3 separate regions of the Mus musculus genome follow, and all the other regions are linked to region 1. The links are chromatin contacts, called in public HiChIP or PLAC-seq and promoter capture Hi-C maps. All regions are on one chromosome and are shown on one strand. Each heading gives the region's core, a stretch centred on a gene start, on an enhancer-like site or on the middle of the called end of the contact. The rest is flanking DNA. Distances are from core to core; before and after follow the strand shown. Region 1 holds the start of Rnd2 (Rho family GTPase 2). Region 2 holds the start of Hap1 (huntingtin-associated protein 1). Region 3 holds the start of Nt5c3b (5'-nucleotidase, cytosolic IIIB).

Region 1 (3,011 bases), core at 183-2,682:
CTCACACTGATAATCTGTAATCTTCTGGAGTTTGGAAGCCCTTTAAGAATCTCAGAAAATCTACCACCATTCTGACAAATTTTGTGCGTGCTTTCTGGGCTTTGATGACACATCTTCTAAAGTCCTCCAGGGAACGGAGTAAAAATAAAAACCCTTCCCATGAGGTTGGAGCAAGGACAGGGAGCCAGTGCTCCTGTTCTCCTGGGACTCTAGTTCAGTCTAGAGGAAGAAAAAAAAAAAAAAAAAAAACTACTTTCCACCACCTTCCCCCACCCCAGTAATTCTAAATAGCTTTCCTAAACCCAGTCCTATTTCCTAAGAAACATGTTCCAAAATAAATCATTTCTTTCCAAGTTCCTTGGGTAAGCAGAACCCAGCTGCAGGGCCGATATTAGACTTCCTACGTGGTTTCTGTCAGGCCTAAGAAACTCTGCCTCAGTTTCCCTGGCTCAAAAGAGAAACTGATGTTCTGCTCTAAAACTGGATGGATGTCTGAGCTGACCTGGAATCTCAGGTTCTGGCCAAGGGAGGGGCTAGAGGAAGGGACCTTGGCCGCCGTCAGGGTGACCCCGAGGGACTTGGCTACCTGAAGTATCCCACATGTTGAGCTCAATGCGGCGCTTGTCGATCTCGAAGCTGGCAGTGTAGTTCTCAAACACCGTGGGGACATAACTCTGCAGACACGGATGGGTCAAAATGAGAGAGAGCTGCTCTCCAGTACTCACTCACCCTGACAACTGCCCTCCTCCCTCGACACCCGGTCCAGCTCAGTCCCTAGACAGAAGTTGGTCTGAGGCTGGGCTAAGGGAAGATCCGGGGAGCTACTGCCTCCACCTCCTAGCTAGACTCTCAGATAACCCCCCTTCCCGGGTCCCTTTAGCCCCTAGTTTTTTCTCTCTCGGATGCCCGGGACCTCAGTCATTCTCCCGGAGCGCCCTTCCGGATCCTCTGATGCTCCTAAGCCCCATCCATTTCACCGCGTTCCTTGATTCCTTCCACTCCAATCCTCTGCAGTCCTTTCAGACCCCCCAACGCCTCCTTCCCTTCCTCTGAGCCTCTTTCTCTCCTCCCTGGTTACCCTGGTACCGGTTTCCAGCGGCCCCCGGGGCCCCTATAACCCACTCCCCGCAGCCTCGGTGCCCCTCTCTCCAGACGCCAATTCCTCACCCCGGGGTAGGCGTCCTTGGCGAACACCTGCAGCAACGCTGTCTTGCCGCACTCCGCGTCCCCCACCACTACGATCTTGCAGCGGCCACTCTGCCCCTCCATGGTCCCGGCTACGCGCCGGCCCCCCACGCCGCCCCCCTCCCGGGCACAGCCGCCGCTTCTGCCGCCTCCTCCCCCGCCGCTGCAGCTGCAGCCTCTCGGGCCGCCGACACCGGCATCTCGCGGGCCCGCGCCGAGCCCCCGCCCGGGGCTGCGGGCCCCCTCCGCCCCGCCCCTAGCCCGCGGGCCGCACCTCTGGCCCCGCCTCCCACCCGCACAGCCGAGGGGCGGGGTTCGGGACGGGGCGGGGCCTGGGAGGAGGGGAGGGGGACCCGAGTTAGACTCTAGCGCGCAGCTGTGACCCCAGGAGCGCCTGAGGGTTTGTGGCCAGCGAGCCCCGTTTATTTGAGTTCCTCGGGCATGGAGGCTGGGCTGACCGAGGGCGAAGTTCTGAAGGGTCAGCTGCGAAGCTCCATACACGGGCGCAAGGCCTGAGCCTTCTGTGTGCCCACGCGTGCACGCAGGTGTGCTAGTGCGGCGGACACGCGCGGCGGCAGCAATCTATTTCCCGAACACAGGGGGGCGTGAGATGTTAGGAAAGGGAGGATTTTTGATTTTTGTCTCCCTCCTCCACTCTCGGGTCCAGACAGAGCTTAGGGAAATGGAAGTACGGACCTTAGCACTCCCACCCTACATTAGTGACATCATAGCTTTCTATCTCCATAACGACGGGTGGCGGGATCTAGGCCTGTGACCAACCTAGAAGCATGGACTAAGTTCCTCTAGCCAAGTACTGAGTGGAAAGTTTTAGGGGAGCTTTTGCGTCCTCTGGTGGATGTTTTGGTAGAAAGAGCAAAGGGAAGGCTAAGGAAGCTAGAATCCTTTGACAGCTAAGCTGGGCCAGAGCTAAGCCCCAAAGCCAATTTCAGCCTCATCTCAGACTAGCAATAAGCAAACCGCCATTTGCATGACATCTTTTGCCTAGAAGAGGATGGAGAAAGGGGCTTGGAGGGCTGTGATCGGGATGTAAAGTGAATGAATGAATGAATGAATGAACAAATAAATACACATACATACATACATGCATACATAAGTGAAAAAAATCCTTCTTTAGCCGGGCATGGTGCTGCACGCCTTCAGTCTTAGCACTCATGAGGCAGAAGCAGGCAGATCTCCCTGAGTTTGAGGCCACTCTAGTCTATATAATGAGTTCCAGGTCAACCAGGTCTAAATAGAGAAATCCTGTCTCAAAACAAACAAAACTCTTCTTTAAGTCGAAGATGTTCATTTTAATGTTATCTCGTTTTGAATAACCGTGTAAAGGTAACTAAAGCACACAATCTCATCGCTGTTTTACAAAAAGTAAACAGACACACAGCATTAACACCCAAAACTGTTAAGTTTAAGTTAGAGATGTAACTCGGGAGTAGAGCTACATTCATGAGGCTCTGGGTTCTATCCTCAATTCCAACAAAAGGAAAAGAGAGTGTGAAAGAAAAGGGAGGTGGTGGCACATGTCATTTTAACCACAGAACTCCGGAGGCAGAGCCAGCCTTGTATTCATGGCACCTTCTAGGCTCCAGGCCAGACCTGGCTACATGGTGAGACCCTGTCTTAGAGGTTCTCATGCTTGTAGTTTGCCACTGCAAGAACATAGTGAGTAAGCCGGGCGTGGTGGAGCACACCTTTTATCCCAGCACTTGGGAGGCAGAGGCAGGCGGATTTCTGAGTTCGAGGCCAGCCTGGTCTACAAAGTGAGTTCCAGGACAGCCAGGGCTACACAGAGAAACCCTGTCTCAAAAAAC
Region 2 (3,011 bases), core at 210-2,709, 1.1 Mb after region 1:
CGATGCCCTCTTCTGGCCTCTGTGGAAAACAGGCATGGTAGTGGTGCCCAGATATACAAGCAAGCAAAACACTCATATGCACAAATAAAACTGTATGTCTGTGTGTGTGTATACATACATACATACATACATACATGTGTGTGCGCATGTGTAAACTGTCTCGGTCTGCGTGTAAACATAAAGGCTTGTGTTTGGATCCCTAGCATCCACATGAAGGTCTGGTATGGTGGCACCTGTCTGTAAACCCCGGGGCTGAGGGGTAGGGTGGAGTTAAGTGGATGTCTTGGGGAATCGCTGGCCAGACAGTCTAGTCAAAGTGCTGAACTCCAGATTCAGTGAGGAACCTTGTCTCAAAAAATAAGGTGGCAAGGGACGGACAACAACTGATGTTGACATGGACACCTTCATACACCAGATATAAAAAATAAATAAATAAATATTTTAAAAAACGTAAAGTCAATAGCCTTGTCCACTGGAGGATGGTGGAGAATGGAGAACATCAAGAACGATTTTGAGACTTGAGTCCATGAGTCATCCATCTCCCTTTAGCCTGTCTCCCAGTCTAAAAGCACAGAAATGGCTACTGCCCTCCCTAGCTCCCACCCCTTAAACCAGTTCATTCAGGACTGAGAGCCAGCTTCCAAAGTAGCCATTTTTCTGGGGAGCATACGTCCGTCCATGAGCTGAAGAGCACGGGTAAAGTCGTGGAGACCGACATCGATCAGTTCAGACCCTGGGATAACGGATGTTTTGGTGTGTGTGTGTGTGTGTGTGTGTGTGTGTGTGTGTGTGTGTACACGGGGATCTTGAAGAGTCGTCACAGCGAAACATTTAAGCAGGATCCCCTCCGAAGATGTTCTTTTTGGAATGTTTGAAGAACAGAACAGGTGCTTGCTTGGACTGTAGGGCTTGAGAATTAGGGTTGGAAATAAAGAACGAGTGAACGCACTAAGATGGAAGACGTCCAGGGGCGAGCGCGAGAGTGAGAGGGACCTGTGGATGACACGCAACACGTTGAAAGCCATACCGGAGTTTGGATTTCTCGCTTAGTCTACCTGGGAAGGCACAGGCGTACTGCCTCGATTCTCAGGTCACCTCGGTCTGTACACAATGTTGGGTAGGGCAACACAGAAAGCCCCTGGAAGCTGGGGTGGCGGGAGCGCGCGCGGGGGGCTGAAGGGGGGGTTGTTTCTAGGCAGAAGCTACGGGTCCCTCTACTCAAGTCCAGGGAAGCGGCGGCTTTGGACAGAACCATTCTCAGAAGATGGAAGGGAAGAGAAATCCATCACCGTGGACTCGACCCCACGGAATAAGCTAGGCACTAGTTCATCTCTTTCTTTCTTCTTCTTTTATTTACTTCCTATCTCGTCACCACTGGCTGCTTTCTTGCAGGATCCTGAGTCCTCGGCACCACTAACTGATCAACGGTCACCCCTAGCGCCACGCGTGGTACAGCCCAGTGGAGCCCGCTCCGAGCACAGGTTATAAAGCCCCGGCTGCGGCAGCGGACTGCGGAGTCAAGATGCGCCCGAAAGAGCAGGTGCAGAGCGGTGCGGGAGACGGGACAGGGTCGGGGGACCCAGCAGCAGGCACCCCCACGACCCAGCCTGCAGTTGGTCCCGCTCCGGAGCCCTCGGCGGAGCCCAAACCTGCTCCAGCGCAGGGAACCGGGTCCGGACAAAAATCAGGATCCCGAACCAAGACAGGAAGCTTTTGTCGGTCCATGATCATTGGTGATTCGGACGCACCATGGACCCGCTACGTATTCCAGGGGCCTTACGGTCCCCGGGCCACTGGCCTGGGCACTGGAAAGGCCGAGGGAATCTGGAAGACACCAGCCGCGTACATCGGCCGGAGGCCCGGCGTGTCCGGCCCTGAGCGTGCGGCGTTTATTCGAGAGCTGCAGGAAGGTAAACTGAGTCTCGGGGATCCCGCATTGGGCACTATTTGGGCATCTCCAGGTAGGAGGGGGTGCACCGACTCAGGCGCCCCGCCCCCTTGTGGCTCTTAGTTCCACCTTTCCACCACCCCCGCGAGACCACAGTCTGCGGTGCCGGTTTGGTTTCTCTTTCCCCATCTCCCCCCCCCCCTTTTCCGGTTTCCCGATTATTGTGGGTGCGTCAGGTCCAGAGCTCTCTCGCGCTCTCCGCCCGCCTCTTCGCGCCTGTTGCTGTGGCAGATCTGCGCACTCTCAGTGCCCCCTCCCCGTCTACCGCAGTGCCAGCAGAGGGGCGGGGGCTGCGGGTGCGCTTTGAGCCTGCGCTAGCCCGCAGGAACCAGCCTGCGTGGGTGGGTAGAGGTGTGTGTGTAGGGGAGCCTTTGACCACTACTTGTCCTCAGGGGGTCTGGGTCGTACTTTTCCGAAGCTGGAATGAAGAGGGAGGAGTGGGCGGGGCACTGGGCTTCTGTCCCTCCTCTTCTGGGCGGGGGCAATTTTAGGCTCAGGTGCCCGCTTCTGGGTGCTGAAGAAGTCTACTTGGCCCTCCTGTGACAAGCAACAGGTTTAGGATGGGTGACTGCATTTGTTTTTATGATCGAGGAGACTCCAGTGATGGCTAAGATGCCGATTGGGGGTGGGCATGATGAGCCCAGTATTTTCCCTGACTTCTTATCTCGAGGGGCCCAGAGACCCAGGGGTCTTGAGAGTCCAGTTCCTGAGCCCAGAGGATGGTTTTGCCTTTACAGCATCCAGGCCCCTCCTGAGAAAGCAGGAGTGGGGAGATCCGGAGCTGTGGAGAGGGTGTTAGGGCCAGATGGAGTGCAGTCTCACAATCTTTGTTGTGAGGGGTGTAGTGGTCTATGGGCAGCCTCGGCTCCTTTCCCTGACCCACTTGGGCCTTTCCTCCTGCAGCGTTGTGTCCTAATCCACCACCCACGAAGAAGATCACCGAAGATGATGTCAAAGTGATGTTGTATTTGCTGGAAGAGGTGGGTACCGCCTTCCTCACTCAGGCCAGCCCTCATTTTAACTCTGCCCTACAGGACTTCGGGCTTTTGTCTGTTTTCTTCTT
Region 3 (3,011 bases), core at 204-2,703, 1.0 Mb after region 1:
TTTTGGTTTTTTTGTTTGTTTGTTTGTTTTAGAAATAGATTCTCTATAGCCCAGGCTGCCCTTGAACTACTGATTCTCCTGCCTCAGCCTCTCCAGTTGCTGGGATTACAGGCCTGAGCCACTATGCCTGGATTATAAACTGGTCCTTTCGGAGCCTTATCTAGAGTGTAGGATCAGGTCTGTCCAACTTTTTTTTTTAACGCTGCAATGGCATGCTGTCAACCTACAAAGCTTAGACTTGAGAACAGCTCAAACCAGTTATAAACAAACACAGAGCCTCAGTGATGGGAGACACGGCTCAGCTTCCCCCCCCCCCTCCGGTGTACCTAAAGTAGGAGCTGCAGCTACAGAGGATGTTCTTGTGGGCATTGAACTCGAAGCCATTGACTTTGATGACCACGTCGCAGAGCTTGCCCTCAAGCCGGAGCTCGTTGAAGATCTCACAGGTCATTGCACTCATCTTTCTTTCCATGTGAGGCTGGTGGAACCGGGTGGAGGCAGCGGTGCTCTCCATCTCCATGGCTCCTTGGGACCAGGGGAGAGAGGCTGCTCTCCTGGGGTGTTGGGGAGGGTTATGGGGGGCCCCTTTAGCCAGCTGTCGCTCCTTTTCCCTACTACATCTTTCATATAGGGACCATCAGGCAGCCCAAGTTCCAGAATCCTGGGCAGTGAGATCACTCAGGATTGTGCTCTCAGGTTCTGGAACCCCCTTCTTGCCCCTTCTTTTCCTCCCCCTCCCCCCAGAACATACAGGTAGACCACCCCACATCTCTTTCCTCGACCTCAGACCTAGGGCAGAACTGTGACCACCAACACAATTGAGCCTTTACTGAGTCTGCTGCTTGTTGCATCTTCAGGTTGGGTCCCCACCTCCCTGCAGCATCCTTCCAAAGCTCTCTCTGGGCTCCCCATGGGTGCAGAGGCAGAAGCAGAGCTGATCAAATATCATGCTGGCCAGGGTCTTCCAGCCCCTGAGATGCCTTACTGCCTTACTTTGCTTGTGGTGCTGATGAAGAGCCAGTTAGGGAAGTGTCTCCTGGATACACCCCCTGTCCAAAATGCACTTGAATACCTAGTGGGTTGTTCTTTGCAATGCAGGGGATGAAATTCAGGGCCTCATACCTGCAGGCAAGAACTCTCTCACTAAGCAGTGACCCCCAACCCCAGTAAAGATTGCATTTGTGTTCCAGAAAGAGTGAGTGACAGGCGCCCATACACACCAAAGCCTCATGACAGCCAGCCCACATACAGGACCCCAGCGTCTTGGTACTCCCCCCCCTCGCCCCCCAACGTTCCCCCACCCCCACACACAGTAGACCATCTTCCCCCACACACCCCCGCACTCCCCACTCTTGCTTCTCCTGCCAGTATCCGGAGCCAGCCTGGAAACGGCCTGCAGCTCCTAGACCGACGCGACTAGTGCGAGGCGACGCCTGCGCAGTGTGGCTGTAAGGCGGGCGCTGTCTTCGGGGCCGCCCACCAGGCCAGCGGCGTGATGGCGGAGGAGGTGAGGCCACGGGCGGGGACGGTCCCGCGTGGCGGGATCGCGGGTGCGGAGAGACCCAGCTGTCCTGATGCCCATCGCGGCTCTCGGGTCAGCGGGTCTCTTGGGTCTCACGACAGGTAAGCAGCCTGATGAAGGCCACGGTCCTGATGCGGCAGCCCGGACGGGTGCAGGAAATTGTGGGCGCCCTTCGCAGGGGCGGAGGAGACCGCCTGCAGGTACCGGGGCTTGGGGTAGGGCGGGAGGGTGCCTGCCCTGCGGCCTTCCCGCCAACTGGGGTTCGCGCTCTGCGAGCCTGCGCCCTAGGGTGGTCATGGACAAACAGATTGGTTCACCTCGGGAAAGAGCCTACCTCCCCCAGTAGCCAACTTTCAGAGTAGTCAGATGTGACCCTTTTCCTGCCGCTTGGTTTTAGAAAGCAAGTGGGTGGAGGCCCCCCTCCCTCCCCCAGTCGAAGATAAGGGAGATCCACAAAGGTCGGAAGGCACCTTAAGAAAGAACCAGTGTATAAAGATGCCACAGAAAGTCACCCCCACATTTGGGGGACTTTGTTTTCTTCAGGGTTAACTCGTGTCCTGACACAGGATGTCACTTTTTTCCTTCTTTCTTCTGTCTCTCCCTAACCTTGCAAAGGCTTTGCTGCAGCTTGGTTAGACTTCCTCCGCTACCCCAGGCTGAGGCAAGGGCCAGGATAGACCAGTACCTAGTCAACCTAGTCAACCTAGTCAGTCAACCTAGTCAACCTAGTCAGTCAACCTAGTCAACCACCATCATCCGCCCTTTGTCTCTTAGGTGATTTCCGATTTTGACATGACCCTGAGCAGATTTGCTTACAATGGACAGCGATGCCCTTCTTCCCACAGTAAGTCACATTTTAGCTTTCCTTGTAGGGCTCAAGATGACAACTGCTATGGAGCAAATAAAGGGAGTCTTGTGTGTGTGTGTGTTTTCTTTTTTCAGATATTCTGGATAACAGCAAAATTATCAGTGAGGATTGTCGCAAAGAGGTGGGTCATTCCCTTCTTTGCTCAAACATGGCTGTGGTATGCTTCTGGGGTTGAACCACAGCGTCCAGGACTGAAATCTTAAGAAACTCCGTTCCTTAAACACAGTGTGGGGAGACCTGTAATCCCAGAGGCTGAGACAGGAGGATCCCAAGTTCAGAGGCTGCCTGGATTCCAGAAAGAGTTCAAGGTCACTTAGGCAAGGAAAAGGAAGCTGCATGGGTGTTGGTGGCGCACACCTTTAATCCCAGCACTCAGAAGGCAGAGGCAGCAGATCTCTGTGAGTTCGAGGCCAACCTGCTCTACATATTAAGTCTCAGCCAGACAAGGATAGATAGGAAGACCTTATCTCAAAAACAGAGGGAGTCTGGGTCAGAGGAAGCTTATCAACCATTCGAGACACTCTGGATTTGCTCCTTAGTTTCACTTGGTTTTGTTCTTCCATCATTCTTTTTTAAAAGTTGTTACAGTAAAGGAGATATGGTTTTCTTATTGGGTTTATT

Evidence for each region. Promoter capture Hi-C pulls out the DNA fragments that hold promoters and counts their contacts. HiChIP or PLAC-seq counts read pairs in DNA pulled down with a chosen protein or histone mark.
Region 2: a FOXA1 HiChIP or PLAC-seq map of pancreatic cancer cells shows a contact between it and region 1. The contact joins the promoter of Hap1 here to the promoter of Rnd2 in region 1. A contact is called at or near these places in 2 of 39 promoter capture datasets (erythroid cells and pre-B cells), 1 of 115 datasets of contacts at active chromatin or transcription factors (pancreatic cancer cells) and 1 of 9 other capture datasets (liver).
Region 3: a contact with region 1 is called in a promoter capture Hi-C map of liver, with 4 times the contacts expected there. The contact joins the promoter of Nt5c3b here to the promoter of Rnd2 in region 1. A contact is called at or near these places in 2 of 39 promoter capture datasets (liver and pre-B cells), 1 of 115 datasets of contacts at active chromatin or transcription factors (pancreatic cancer cells) and 1 of 9 other capture datasets (liver).

Annotation. Positions count from the first base shown.
Region 1 is chr11:101,466,596-101,469,606 of GRCm38.p6, reverse strand. It overlaps Rnd2 (Rho family GTPase 2), which reads right to left and starts at 1,432. Exons shown (of 5, transcript NM_009708.2): 1 at 1,168-1,432; 2 at 587-674. The coding sequence starts at 1,269.
Region 2 is chr11:100,354,589-100,357,599 of GRCm38.p6, reverse strand. It overlaps Hap1 (huntingtin-associated protein 1), which reads left to right and starts at 1,459. Exons shown (of 13, transcript NM_177981.2): 1 at 1,459-1,910; 2 at 2,852-2,928. The coding sequence starts at 1,523.
Region 3 is chr11:100,439,540-100,442,550 of GRCm38.p6, reverse strand. It overlaps Nt5c3b (5'-nucleotidase, cytosolic IIIB), which reads left to right and starts at 1,453. Exons shown (of 9, transcript NM_001102650.2): 1 at 1,453-1,507; 2 at 1,624-1,722; 3 at 2,297-2,366; 4 at 2,465-2,511. The coding sequence starts at 1,496. Klhl10 (kelch-like 10) reads right to left here and starts at 627. Exons shown (of 5, transcript NM_025727.3): 1 at 327-627. The coding sequence starts at 520.